Regions from separate parts of the Mus musculus genome. Here regions 1 and 2 are each linked to region 3. Evidence: chromatin contacts called from public Hi-C and HiChIP or PLAC-seq data. All regions are on one chromosome and are shown on one strand. The core of a region is the stretch at or near the end of the contact, and the rest is flanking DNA. Distances in the headings are between cores, read along the strand shown.

Region 1 (4,359 bases), core at 1,532-4,031, 150 kb after region 3:
CTATCACTCTTCTGTTTGGTGAGGTGCTGAAATAGAGGCTTGGAGACAGTTACTAAGGACACATAGGTGGTGACGACAAGGCCTGCCTGAGTTGTTTTTTAATTCTCCTTTGGGGTATCTCTTCACTCCACACAGACTCTCAGCTACAAGTTCTCTAAGCGGCATCTGGATGACTTATTTAAAGATGGCCAGCACGTCTCTCTTCTCAAATGAACGTTCAACAGTTCCCATGTTCTCATATAACACTTTCTAAGACTTTTTCTCTTATCAATTTTACTTGTGCCTGATCCTGTCCCGCAGAATCTATTATCTGCTGTGTCCACTGAAGGCAGGATTTCTCTTCTCTCCTTACAGAAACCCTTTCTGTAGAACACTCCACACCCTCCTGGGTAGTGGGCTGTGAAAGGGACAGAAAGGTTGTCAGAACACAGTCCACTATCGGAGTTGTGTGAGAAGTCTGATCGTTTGGGAGAACACTCCAAGACAACCAGAGTCTGGTGACAGGTTCTTCGAAACACAACTGCTCTTGGAATGTGTTTTCCTGCTCTTTCCCAGGCGCAGTGGACAGGAGTGAGTTCACCCCAGCTGTTGTTACTTGTGTTCCTCTATGGGAAAACAGGTTTCTGCAGTTTGTCCTTGTGGTTATGTACAGCTTGAACCCCTGAGGGCTTTACTCAGGTGACCTTTCTTCACCCTCAGGGTAAGAACTGTCTGAGGCTCTAAGGTTGGCTGTTTCAGGAGAGTTCAGCCCACCTCACATTTTACGCCTCACTCTTCCAGGCTCACACAGCTTGACACCAGAGCAGTAAAGAAAGGCTCACTGTGGAACTTATGCCCCCACCCTTGCTTTCCAGGAGAGACAGGGAAAGAGATGATAAGGGTGAGCAACCCACGATTCAGGGCAATCTACAGCCAGTGTTCTGCTGAGATGGAGAGCCCAGTGCCCAGGGAGTTCAAAGCTGCTCTCTCTGTTGGGGGCTCTAGAGGCTGGTATCATTAGCAGGGATGGATGAGCAGAGTGTTATCAAGTGGATTGGATCCTCTGCTTGGACTATACCTACATGTCGCCCACGTTGTGACAGCCTGGCTTGAACAACATGCACAGAAGTCTCTCCAGTATATTTTCTAGATGGACACTATCCTCGAGGGACTCATTTGTAATCATAGACACAAGTTTTGGTTCCGACGCTACTTCTGGGCATAAACTCATTGGGTTCCCCCACCCCAACTATGAAGTAGGCTCATTTGGCTAGGTACATAATCTTTTTTTCGTGGGTTTTGGGTTAGGATTATATTAGTTCATATAGAATCACTTGCAAGCTACAATAGAATGTAAGAAAAAATAGAGGTTACTTCTGACCATTCTTATTACCAATATTAATGAAAACTGATGCTAGGTGCTTCTCATTTATCGAATGTTTTTCATTTTTTATAAATTTTATTTTCTTATTATTTTAAAGTCTGTGTCTGTATCTGTGTGGGGATGAGTACTGGAGCCTGCAGAGGCTAGAGGCGTCAAGTCTCCTGGAACTGGAGTTACAGGTGGTTCCGACTTGATATGAGTCCTGGGAATTGAACTCGGGTCCTCTGAGAGAGCATCATTATCTACTCTTAATTTCTGAGCCACCTGTCCAGCCCCTTATTTCTTAGACTCTGATACTTGGGGACAGATAGCAGGGCTTCAGAACTCATAATCCCTAACTCTGTCTCTGGGATCCGAGAAGCCTAGGGAGGAAGCTGGTAGTAGGTCCAGTTGCTTGTTCAGCTTTCTGTGTTGGGTCAAGGCTGACGTCTGCAGTAGCTCACTTTGCTCTTTCTCATTGTGGGTGCATGCTGAAGACAGAAGTGTCCAAACCAGACCCCTACTTGCATGCTAGGTGTAGAAGAGGACAGAGGGAGGTTATTTTTAAGTCTGAGTTCATACTGAGTCCAGGTACTTTTCCACCCACCATCTTCTTGACGCAGTAAGGGCCCTAGGTATTATTATGCCGAATTTATATATGAGGAAGCCGAGGGGTTGAGTCATTTTCAAGTTGTTATGAAGCTGAGAAATATAAAGCCCAAATGTAAGTCTGGGCTGTCCACCTGCGAGATCCCCTGCACCCATCCCCATTGCTCCCTCAGTGGCCTTTGTTCTGATAGAACCCACTCCGTGGTAATCCTTGGGTCCGTCTTCTGAGGAGGAAGGTTGATGTCTGGTGAGAGATTGAACAGTAAACCTTCTCCTGTCCTTCCTATGATGGGGTCCTTCTCCCTGTACTCTGCCCTGACTTCTCCCTACCCCCAGCCCAGTCCCAGGGAAAGGCCAAGGAGTCAAGGGTCTCCAGAGATGAAGTGCCTGCAGAGAGAGCCCCCTACCCTTAGCTACAGACCCAGAAATCCTGTGACAGAACACACAGAAGGAAACATGGACAGATAACTCTGCTCAAGGAGGTCACATAGACCAAATCAGGACTGTCATTTTTGGGAGACTCAAGATAGGATTTCCTGATTGCTTGTTTTATAGGTAAGAAAAACGGAGTGCCAAGAACTTGAGAGGACACACCCCAGGCCGCAATCTAGTGACAGGCAGAGTCTGGGCTGGAGCCAGGCACTAAATGAACAAACGTGTCTCTTTAGCTTTCCTGCTGCCAACTTCACTCTTATGGGATGTTGGCTCTTTCAGGAGAAAGACTCCAAGTTGAGAGCTCTGTAAAGCCCAGAAGCCAGGACCCCTCCTGGGCCCTCTCTCTGCTTCAGTCCTCTCACTTCCTGTTGAAGAACAGGAAGTGCTTCCTCTTTCATCTCTGACAGTGCGTTTTGGGGACAGGAAAAGGGGCTTGTAGAAAAGAGCTAAGAGTGATCAACAGTTTATTCTTGCTTAAAGAACACAAAATGTAAGATCAGACATTTTAGGAAAAGATGCAAGCTGACATTGAGCCCCAAGGCAGAATGTGATCCCAGGAAGAGCTTCCTCAACCCCCAGGGTGAATATGGGGGAGGCCTCATTTTTGCCAGTTCCTTCTCTGTTCTGATAGAGCTGGATGCCAGGGAGGTGAGAGTGGGTGGGGCAGGGTGGGAGCTTGGTGGGGTGGGGTGTCAGGAACTTTCTATAACCTCCACTATTTCCCTCACTCTGTTAGCACCCACAACTTCCCCTGCTAAGGGAGGAAAGAGGAATACATTATTCATTTTAATAATTCATACAAATTGCAAAGTTTACTGTGAGAAATGAAGGGGCCTTAAGAGGGCAAAAGAGAAATATTCCTGAGTCAGCTTTAAAAGGACAAAGGTATGAAGATGATGTTTCTTGATTATCTTTCTCTAGAATATAGATCCACATGAACTAAGAGAGTAACCATTCCCTTCAGTGGTAGATGGGCCCTTCCTTCAGTGGTAGATGGGTCTCTCCCTTCAATGGTAGGTAGACCCTTCCCTTCAATGGTAGATGGGTCTCTCCCTTCAATGGTAGGGAGTCCTTAGAGTCCAGGAATCTTTTTACAAAACAAGTCTAGTTTAGGACTCAATCTTGTTTGGCCCCATCTATCCAGCTAACAAGATTTTACCTAAAAAGCTGGTTTTACAGCAATAAAAACTGAGGTGTCAATAAATGGGCTATTAGCAATACCAGTACCAGAATTTAGTCCTCTCCTGCTGGTATAGTACCCATGGCAATGTCCTCAGCCCAGCTTCTCACCTCTCTACTCTCCTGGTAACTGAGATACCAAGAAGGGTGTGACCAATCAGTATCAGTAGCCAGGAGCTTAGACGGAGTCCTTGGTTGAGAAAGGGATGAACGTCATTTAAGGGCATCTCAGAAAGCTCTCCTGTATCCTTGTGTGATTCAAGCTGAGGGCCTCTGAGACATACTGCCAGCTATTCTGGAAAGGACTAGTTGACTTACACAAGCAGCCTGCATGATTGACAGAAGTAGTGTGCATAATGGGGAGAGTCCATGTAGAAGATGGGGTCTGGGAGCTACTGAAGGCTAGCTGAAGGCTAGATAGACCCCATGAGGCTCCAGGCCACATTGAACATTTGGTGTTTTACTTGGAGTCAGTACTGGATTTGGTCCATGTCATAAACTGACCTTTTCCTCAGGGGTCTTTCTGTGGTTGTAAGACCAGATTGCTTTGGAGGGTCATTCCAGGTATAAAGTCTAGGCTACCATCAGGTCCTGCCTCTTGAGTCCTGCTATTACGACACACACTACCACACTTGGTGAGTACACGTTACATATAGCACCACTAGAATCCAGAGAGAAAGATAGGCTTGCAACTGGAGGAGGCCACCAGTGAGGTACAGACAGACTAGAGAAGGCCAACGACCTGTGTGGGAACCCTGTAGTATCAAGAGGCTAGAGAAAAGAGAAGCAGGAGG
Region 2 (4,444 bases), core at 547-3,046, 200 kb after region 3:
TTCCACTGGGATGAGCATCTGTCTGCCTTTCTGGGAGAAGAGAGGACACAGGTTTGGTTCTTTTTGTAGAGGAAGAACAAGAGGATGGACGAGGCAGAAATAAATATTATTTGTGTGGGAAACAGGCAGACTTCTGCCAAAAGGTTCAAGTCGGGGCCACTTCCTGAAGAGGCCACAGCACACCTCCACACATCCTATGTAGATGATCAAGAAGGGCCTGTTCCCGTATGAGCACCACTTCTAAAGGGAAGGACTGTCCAGGCACCAAGAGGACCAAGCTGGGCGGGCGGTCCTGAAACAGCTTAGTAACAACAGCAGCGTGCCAGGCCAGGTCCTCAGACAGCGGAGAAGGGGAGCCTATGGACACAGCATCCTTGAACATCAAGGAAGAAACGAGCTGGCCCAGAGTTGGGACACAAAGAGAAATCCCCCAAAGTGGTTATTCTCAAAAGGCCACCACTCCATGCTGCCTGGCCCATCAATGGAGCTCAAGGTCACCTCAGAAAAAGACTTGAAGAGGCGAAACAAGAAGCTTCGAAACCAGCACGTAAACTACCTATTGTCAGGAGATCTGGTCTCTTGAGAAAGGTTCCTTCTGGCACCTACTTATCTCTGAGCCTACACCACATGCCTGCTAAGGGTGCAGACTCTCAATAGTCACAATACCAATGATCTCAAAGCTTTGGGCACAACTGAACTTGGGTTTTATGCCTGTCATCTTTTCTTGTCATTAACAAATTTGTATTTGACTTTTAAACATCTTAAAGCTTGCCTACTTTCCCAGTGTAAATAGGACTCTTCCATGTAAATACTTTAATAAAATATGATAGTGGTTTAAAAATAGTGGTTGCATGCATGCCCGGGGGTGATGAGGTGGAGGAAGGGTTGTCATTGCCCATTGGTGACTATAGACAACAAGGGCTGGCAAGACATGTTTGTAGTATGCTGTGGGTCCAGGGTCTGAGTGAGACCGAATGTCACCCTAATACAGTTCAGATGCTGTTAGATCCGGGTTTGACATTACCTCACTGTTCTCAGCCTCTTCCTGGTATAGCTCCCAGGCTGTGGAGTCAGGGGCTGAGCTGGTAGGGAAATGTCCTCAAATAACACCCGAACTTCTGCTTTGAGGAGAATTCTGCGGCCTCACGCAATAGCAACCCGTGAGGTTCAAAGATCAAGCCCAAGTCATTATCCCACTGCTGCCCACCTGCCTGGGGCTAGGCGTGGAATCCAGGCATGATCTTCAAATCAGTACAACAAAGACGATAGCGTCATAGAAGAGAGAGAAATGAGCAAGAAAAGGAAAATGGACAACTCCATGGTAATTGTTTGCCAGTTACCTCGCGGTTCTGGTAAATTTCATTCGCTTTGCAAGACAGATTTGGGTTCTCTTGCAATGGATTTGGTTTTCTCTTTTCTTTCCAGTTTGAACCCAATCTCCAGGCATGCAGGAGCCAATAGGAAGCCGCTGTGATGCCCTCGATGGTCACAGCATTGTAGGGACCTCACTGCTGCCCTCTGCTGTCCAGGAGAGTGCCTGGCACCTTCTCGGGTCTAAGACCCTAGCAGAGCCTTTCGCTCCCCCAATCCCCTGCGAGACGCTGGCTTTTGAGAGGAAACCTCTAAGTTCCTGGAGGGGTTCCAGGAGGCCAAAGGCAGGCTCCCTGCCACTCATGCCGTCCCAGACCCCTCCCTCTGTTCAGTTCCTGCGGGAGGGGACCGGCAGCTAGGCTGTGGCAGGTTTCTGACATTTTTTTTTTTTTTTCCTTCTTAGAAATGGAAACCCTCCTTCCGGCAACGTGGCAGGAAAGCGAAGTCCCCTGGCGGTCGACCCAGGCCAAGGACATTTCCGTGGTAGCAGGTGGGAGGCCCGCACTGGCTGCAGTGCCGGGCAGGCGGGGTGCCACCACGGCAGCCAGCGAGCTCGCTTACCTGCTGTTGAATTTTTCAGGGTGTTTCTCTCTCATCATATGGAATCTGTGTGCAATTGAAGCATCCTGGAAACGGAAGAAAAGAAGGCAAGAAAAGCCTGGTTAGTGATTGTGGCCATGAGGTATGGTGGGAAGACACACATATATGCCCCTGGAAGGCCCAGATTCCAGAGACTCCAAATCATAGGGGCACAGCACCGCGTCCAGGCGTAAGCTAGTGCCACCACTCCGTCCTTTGAGAGCCTCACTTGGTTGCCTCAGAGCCTGGCACTCATCACAGTATCTCAAGCCCAGTGAGTGGCCACAGTTCAGCCTTTGTAAACACAGGCAAGAGCAGGCTCTAAAGAGAAGAGTGAGGGGCTCTCCTCAGGTGAAGCCAGAAGCCAGTGAGGAGTGGGTGAGGTGTGGTGAGGTGTGGTGTGGTGTGGTGTGGTGTGGTGTGGTGTGGTGTGGTGTGGTGATGGGTGGTGACATAAAGTGAGGACTATTTCATGAGAAGTTGCAAAAATAGTACTTTTTCTCATGTCCCACTCACCCAGCGTCCAGCGATGATAACATCTTATATAACAGCACATTATCAAACCCAAAGCTGTCGCTGGTATTAACTCTTTGTTGTCTGTTTCACCCAAAACAATTAACAATAGTACTGGATAGTGCGTTTAGCAGACAACAAAAGTGTATTAAACGTCTAACTTCTGCCTATTAATCATTCTATCCACAGGACTGCCTCTGAAGCTAGCGACAATCTTGATCCTTTCCTATCCAATCTGTTGCCCCACCCCCCACTTTGGCTGCATGGCTGGCTATCTGTACCACAGAACTCACCACGACGCTCCATGACACTGTGTTTCTGGGTGTCCCATTTCTCAGGTTGGAACCAGAGTCCAGCCCAGAGTCCTATCTGCATCCCACACTCCCATTACAGCTATCTGTGAGTGCTCATGGTTGTGACTGGTGTTGACATGGTGGGGCTCCAGGACCTATAGGCCAGAATAGGATCCAAGCTGAACTCGGTTCTTCACTCTTAGCCTCCTGCACCTCCTAACGAGCCCAGCAGAAGAGTGTGTACTGCCCCCTTATCACACAGTCCCAATCGAGCACTGTGGAGGCAGATGCTGAACACTCGAAATTAACTAACTAATTGGTTGGAGACAGGACAGCCCAGAAACAAGGAGCTGATTTAGATTTGCCCAGAAGTGACTGCAGCAGCCAATCAGAAATCTCTGGGGATGCTGGGGTATCCCTGTAGTCTCAGCATGTGGATAGAGTGAGGCAGGAGGATTTAGAGTTCAAGGCTAGCCTGGACTACAAGGTGGTACTATATCTCAATGAACCTACCCACTCACACGCCTACCTAACAACCAACAATCAACAAATAAATAACCAACAAAAATCTCTTTATTAGACTCCGTGTTCAAAAGATTCTTAAAATTCTGGAGAGCCAAAAATAAAAGTTCATAGAGCAGATTTTTAGCTAATGTATATTCCCTCTTCCCCTCTCTTCCCTTTTCGTTTCCTCTCTTCCTTCTTTCCTTCTTTTCCCCTTTCTCCTCTCTCTCTCTCTCTCTCTCTCTCTCTCTCTTTCTCTTTCCCTCCTTCTCTCCCTCTTTCTTCTAAGACAGCTCTTACCATGTGGTTCTAGCTGGCCTGGAACTCACTATGTATACCAGCAGTTCTCAACCTTTTGGGCCTGACCTCTGTGGGGGTCAAACAACTCTTTCACAGAGGTCTCCTAAGATTATCGGAAAACACAGACATTGACATTATGGTTCATAACAGTTGCAAAATTATAGTTATGAAGCAGCAGCAAAAAGAATTTCATGGTTGGAGTCACCACGGTATGAGTTAAAGGGTCACAGCATTAGGAAGGTTGAGAACCACAGATGTAGACTGTACTCAGCTCAAACTCTGAGAGATCCTCCTGCCTCTGACTCCCCTGCATTGGGATTAAAGCTGTGTGCTCTTCCATGCTGGGCATATTGTATCTTGATAAGGAAAGTCAACATTAGAGCATCAAGTGCAGCTCTCTGAAGAAGCATTTGGGGTGCATACCATGTGTGATGAATTTCATTATGGATAGGGGTGACCCCATCCAGCAGCCACCATGTGGAATCTGGGAGGGCAGGTACTGGCTTATTTTGTGGCTGATAAACATTCCTTGGGCATTTAACAGTTAAATTTTGCTACTGGTTTACTCTTGTAGTTTTCTGATCTGTCAAGAGCTGATAGTCTGGGCAGAGTCACCTTGTAGACACATGGTGGCAGGTGTCAAAATTCAGGGGGGCCTGTTCGGACCCCTTGAACCCACACAGCCGTCTCAGCTCCTCTGTGCAGCTCCTCTTCCTAGCCTAGACCATGCCTATCTCCCTCTCGTCCAGCAAGTCTCAATGAACATTCCCAACAAGATATATGTGATATTTGTCAAATGATTTTCTAGAATTCCGGAAAAGCATTCCATCTAGCTGTGTTCCTTTGAAACACTGATTTTCTCCTGTCAGGAAAATACAAAACAG
Region 3 (4,051 bases), core at 99-2,598:
TTGCTGAGCCATCCCTCCAGCCCCCAATAAATTAATATTACTTTTTATTAATTTATTAAAATTGCTTACTTGTACAAGAAAAGTCTTGAGAAGTATAATGTTGTGTATCTTGTTTACTTGTTTGTATGTTTTTGAGACAGGATCTGGCTATGTGGTTCAGGCTAGCCTGGAATTCACTGCTGCCAAGGCTGATCTGGAAGTCAAGGTGAGTGTCTTAGTTAAGGTTTCCATTGCTGTAAAGAGACACCATGACCAAGAACATATAGTCGGGGCTGGCACACAGGTCCAGAAGTTCAATCCATTATCACCATGGCAGAAAGCATGGCAGTGTCCAGGCAGGCATGGTGCTGGAGGAGCTGAGGGTTCTACATCTTGATCCAAAGGCACTGAGGAGAGACTGACTTCCAGGAAGCTAGGAGGAAGTTCTCAAAGATCACCCTGATAGAGATACTCCATACAATTTTTCTCCAACAAGGCCACACCTACTCCAACAAGGTCATACCTCCCTGGGCCAAGCCTATTCAAACCACCACAGTGAGCCTCCTATTCCAGCCTTTTGTAATGTTATGGGGTGTGTGTGTGTGTGTGTGTGTGTGAGTGTGTGTGTGTGTGTGTGTGTGTGTGTGTGTGTGGTGCGGGAGACCATTATGTACCATTTTAAAATAACCTTTTCATTCTGGAATAACTTTACATTTATAGAAAAGCTGCAAAGATAATACAGAGAGCTCTCTAGAGCCCTCCCTGCTGTGGGTGGGGCAGATGGCGCCTCCCAGCCACACAGACAGCTGTGATTCTGAGGAGAGAGTCCTGACTCTTTCTCCACGTAGATGGCAGAATGTCTGATTGATGATCTCCTACAGCCTTCTTTCTGCCTCAGTTTCTCATTTGAAAACAGGAACAAAATCATTGTGAAGATGGAGTAAGTTCTTGCCCTGTCCCGTGAGAGCTAACTGGCCCTGAAAAGACATTCAACTCTTAGAACACAGGCTCCTCATTGGTGAGGAGAGCAATGCCTTCCCTGGGAGGTCTGAGGGAAAGGGGAGTTGCTCCGGGCTTGGCTTTTGCATTTTCTGCTTTTCCTTTATCTACCTCTCAGCCATGTTTCCTTATGCTGAATTTTATTTGAGGTGTGCAAACAGTAGGTCAAATATCTGCATGGTGTGTGCAAATGTTCCACTAGAACTCGCTCACAGTTCCTGGCCTTGTGGGGGTGTAGGGGGGGCAGGGGGGAAAGGGGAAGAGAGAAAAGGGAAGGGAGAGAAGGAGGAGGGGTAAGAGCAATGATTGGTGACCCTTAAGCACCCCACAATCTTGAGATCCTCAGCATTAAGAGAAACAATATAAGCTGAATACTTTTCTGCTAGTTGTCCCTCGCTGTTTCTGGAAATTTCCAGGAGGCGGCTTCTCCAGTACATATGTCTGAGAAGAGCCGATTTGTTCTAAAACGAGCCAGTGTGTGGGTTGCTGCGCACCGCTGCTCTCAGCACTCTCCTGTCGCCCCCACTCCTCCCAGCCCGCCCCTCCTCGCTCCTCGGCAGTTTAGGGACTGCCACCGCTGCTTTCCCAGGCTTCCTGGGACCTTTTCTTCTCCAGTTCCATGATGTCAGAGACCATGGGGCACCCGGTTTAGAGCTGGGTTTCCCAGTCTTGTCTACATTTTACTTTAGAATCTCTCGGGGGAGAGCTGAAATCCTTGGAAGTTCTGGTTGCTTTGAGACAGGCTAACACTGTGTATGCCAGGCTGGCCTTGAACTTGCCTCAGTCTTGGTGCGGGGATTGCAGGCACTGCACTACCAAATCCAGCTAGCAAGTCTGATTTAATTGACCCAGAAAATATCAACGCTTTTTTAAGAAGAGCTTTCCTGGGGATTCAAAAGTCCTAACCAGGATTGAGAACTACAGCTCTCAGCCACAGGCTTCCAGATCACTTCAGACAGAAGGCAGGAGTATTAACGCTTCCCCCAGCAGTACAGATATTTCTTGGATGAGTGAGCAGATTTGCTCATCAGAGCTCTAGAGAGGCCTTTGCAAGTCATGGAAGGTAGGAGAAAGATATGATCAATTTTAGAGCTCTAGGCCCCATCTCTAGTTCTACTGGATCAGCTCCTGTTTATCTGTTAATATATATTATTATGAGGGTTTTTGTTTGTTTGTTTTGTTTTGTAATTTTTATTTACTTCTTTTTCAAGACAGGTTTTCTCTGTGTAGCCTTGGCTGTCCTAGAACTGGCTCTGTAGACCAGGCTGGCCTCAAACTCAGAGATATGCCTACCTCTGCCTCCTGAGTGCTGGGATCAAAGGTGTGCAACCTCACCACTCAACTCTGTTAATATGATTTTAAATTAATTCCAAGTAAGATGTGTGCTATACTCTGGATCAAATATAGATGCATTTATTAATCGCAAGGTCCCCCGGTGGTGTTTCTGGGAAGCTCTGCTGCCTGTAAGAAGTCAGGGTCTGGTGTTGGGGCGATCTTTCTTTAGCCAGGGAGGAATGTGCTTACAGGGGGGGGGGGGGGGTCTGTCATTTCCTCTTTCTCTTTCTCCTCACCAGAAGAGGTTAGCAGATTGCCATGCCACAGGCTTCCTGTCACTGTGGCAGGCACCCCTCCAGGGGCCTACATGCAATGGGGCTGCCTGAGAATGGATCAGAATCTCCAAAACTATGTGCCCAGATAACACTTTTTTGTTGTTCTAGGGGCAGGAGCCACTGATGCTGACACAAGGCTGAGCGAGCTCCATCAGCGAGGAAGGGATGTTTCTTCTCATAAGCTACAGCAGCCCTAAAAAGTCAGGGAAAAATTCAACAAATACTAATCACCAAGCGAGGTTGGGATTTGTTTGCTTGCCTGCTCTTCGATTTTTGAGAAAGGGGTGCGCTCTTTCCAGTGTAGCACTGGACTGCCTTGGAACTCTATTTGGGAACCAGGCAGGCCTTGAAATCACAGAGCTCTCCCTGCCTCTGCCTCCTGACTGCTGGGATGAAAGGTATTTGCCCCCGTGCCTGGCCCACAAGTTAAAGTTTGCAATTCAGGAATGATTTCGGAGGGCTGGAGAGATGGCTTACTGGTTAAGAGCACTGGCTGCTCTTCCAGGGGACCTGGGTTTGATTCGCAAATGACTGCTCACAAGCTTAGCAACCCAGCCCCGTCTTCTGGCCCGTAAGCACCAGGTGTGCATGTGGTACTCAGATATACAGGCAAGCAGAAACACGCCTAGATGAAAATAGACCTTGGGCTGGTGAGATGGCTCAGTGGGTAAGAGCACCCGACTTCTCTTCCGAAGGTCCGGAGTTCAAATCCCAGCAACCACATGGTGGCTCACAACCATCTGTAACAAGATCTGACGCCCTCTTCTGGAGTATCTGAAGACAGCTACAGTGTACTTACATATAATAAATAAATAAATCTTTAAAAAAAAAAAAAAAAAAAGAAAGCTACCTGTCGCTGGGCATGGTGGCACATGCCTTTAATCCCAGCACTCGGGAGGCAGCAGAGGCAGGCAGATTTCTGAGTTCCAGGCCAGCCTGGTCTACAAAGTGAGTTCCAGGACAGCCAGGGCTATAAAGAGAAACCCTGTCTCGAAAAACCAAAAAAAAAAAAAAAAAAAAAAAAAAAATAGACCTTAAAAAAATAATTTCAATAGTAATCTCTGAATTTGGGAGGCTGAAGTAGGATTGCTGTGAGTTCTGAGCTAACCTGGGTTACATCGTGAGTGTCAGCCAGCCCAGACTTCAAAAGCACCAGCAAAAAAAAGGGAATGCCTACATATATAAAATTACGGATTCAGTGAACCTTTTAGCCATCCCTATTCTCCCAGCAGACTTTATTTTTGGAAATTTTTAAATTTATAGACAAATTATGAAGGCGGTTAAGGGACTTTCCACATATCCTGTCCTTAGTTTGCTCCTATTACAGAGGGCATGTCAGTGACAAACACATGTCAAAACTGATGAGTCAGCACAGATACACTAACCGAAGTCTGTACTTGTTGTTAGAGACACAGTCTGTAGTCTCCTTGTCTTCTTTTCCAGAAGCCTACAATCATGTGTCC

The links. Hi-C and Micro-C count contacts between places; a contact is called where the count stands out from the background. HiChIP or PLAC-seq counts read pairs in DNA pulled down with a chosen protein or histone mark.
Region 1: a contact with region 3 is called in an H3K27ac HiChIP or PLAC-seq map of microglia, with 4 times the contacts expected there. The contact joins two enhancer-like sites. A contact is called at or near these places in 1 of 484 Hi-C or Micro-C datasets (nephron progenitors) and 2 of 115 datasets of contacts at active chromatin or transcription factors (embryonic stem cells and microglia).
Region 2: a Hi-C map of brain shows a contact between it and region 3, with 6 times the contacts expected there. The contact joins two enhancer-like sites. A contact is called at or near these places in 3 of 15 datasets of contacts at CTCF or cohesin (embryonic stem cells and pro-B cells), 23 of 484 Hi-C or Micro-C datasets (the HL-1 cell line, the N1E-115 cell line, bone marrow-derived macrophages and 2 more) and 19 of 115 datasets of contacts at active chromatin or transcription factors (the 230-238 cell line, bone marrow-derived macrophages, cardiomyocytes and 8 more).

The regions. Positions count from the first base shown.
Region 1 is chr16:22,495,445-22,499,803 of GRCm38.p6, forward strand. All of the region lies in intron 22 of Dgkg (diacylglycerol kinase, gamma), which reads right to left. Among named protein-coding and RNA genes, the nearest start is that of 9230117E06Rik, 14 kb to the right of the region's middle. Within about 2 kb of position 2,782, at least 23 of the 459 cell types and tissues checked have an H3K27ac peak or open chromatin away from gene starts, as enhancers often do. A contact at or near this core is called in microglia, where this site is marked.
Region 2 is chr16:22,546,720-22,551,163 of GRCm38.p6, forward strand. Dgkg (diacylglycerol kinase, gamma) reads right to left here. Exons shown (of 25, transcript NM_138650.2): 20 at 1,933-1,997. Gm15651 (a long non-coding RNA gene) reads left to right here. Exons shown (of 3, transcript XR_384735.4): 1 at 1-1,861; 2 at 1,952-3,198. Among named protein-coding and RNA genes, the nearest start is that of Gm15651, 8.9 kb to the left of the region's middle. Within about 2 kb of position 1,797, at least 168 of the 459 cell types and tissues checked have an H3K27ac peak or open chromatin away from gene starts, as enhancers often do. A contact at or near this core is called in brain, microglia and pro-B cells, where this site is marked.
Region 3 is chr16:22,347,438-22,351,488 of GRCm38.p6, forward strand. No RefSeq gene overlaps it. Among named protein-coding and RNA genes, the nearest start is that of Tra2b, 83 kb to the left of the region's middle. Within about 2 kb of position 1,349, at least 45 of the 459 cell types and tissues checked have an H3K27ac peak or open chromatin away from gene starts, as enhancers often do. A contact at or near this core is called in brain, microglia and pro-B cells, where this site is marked.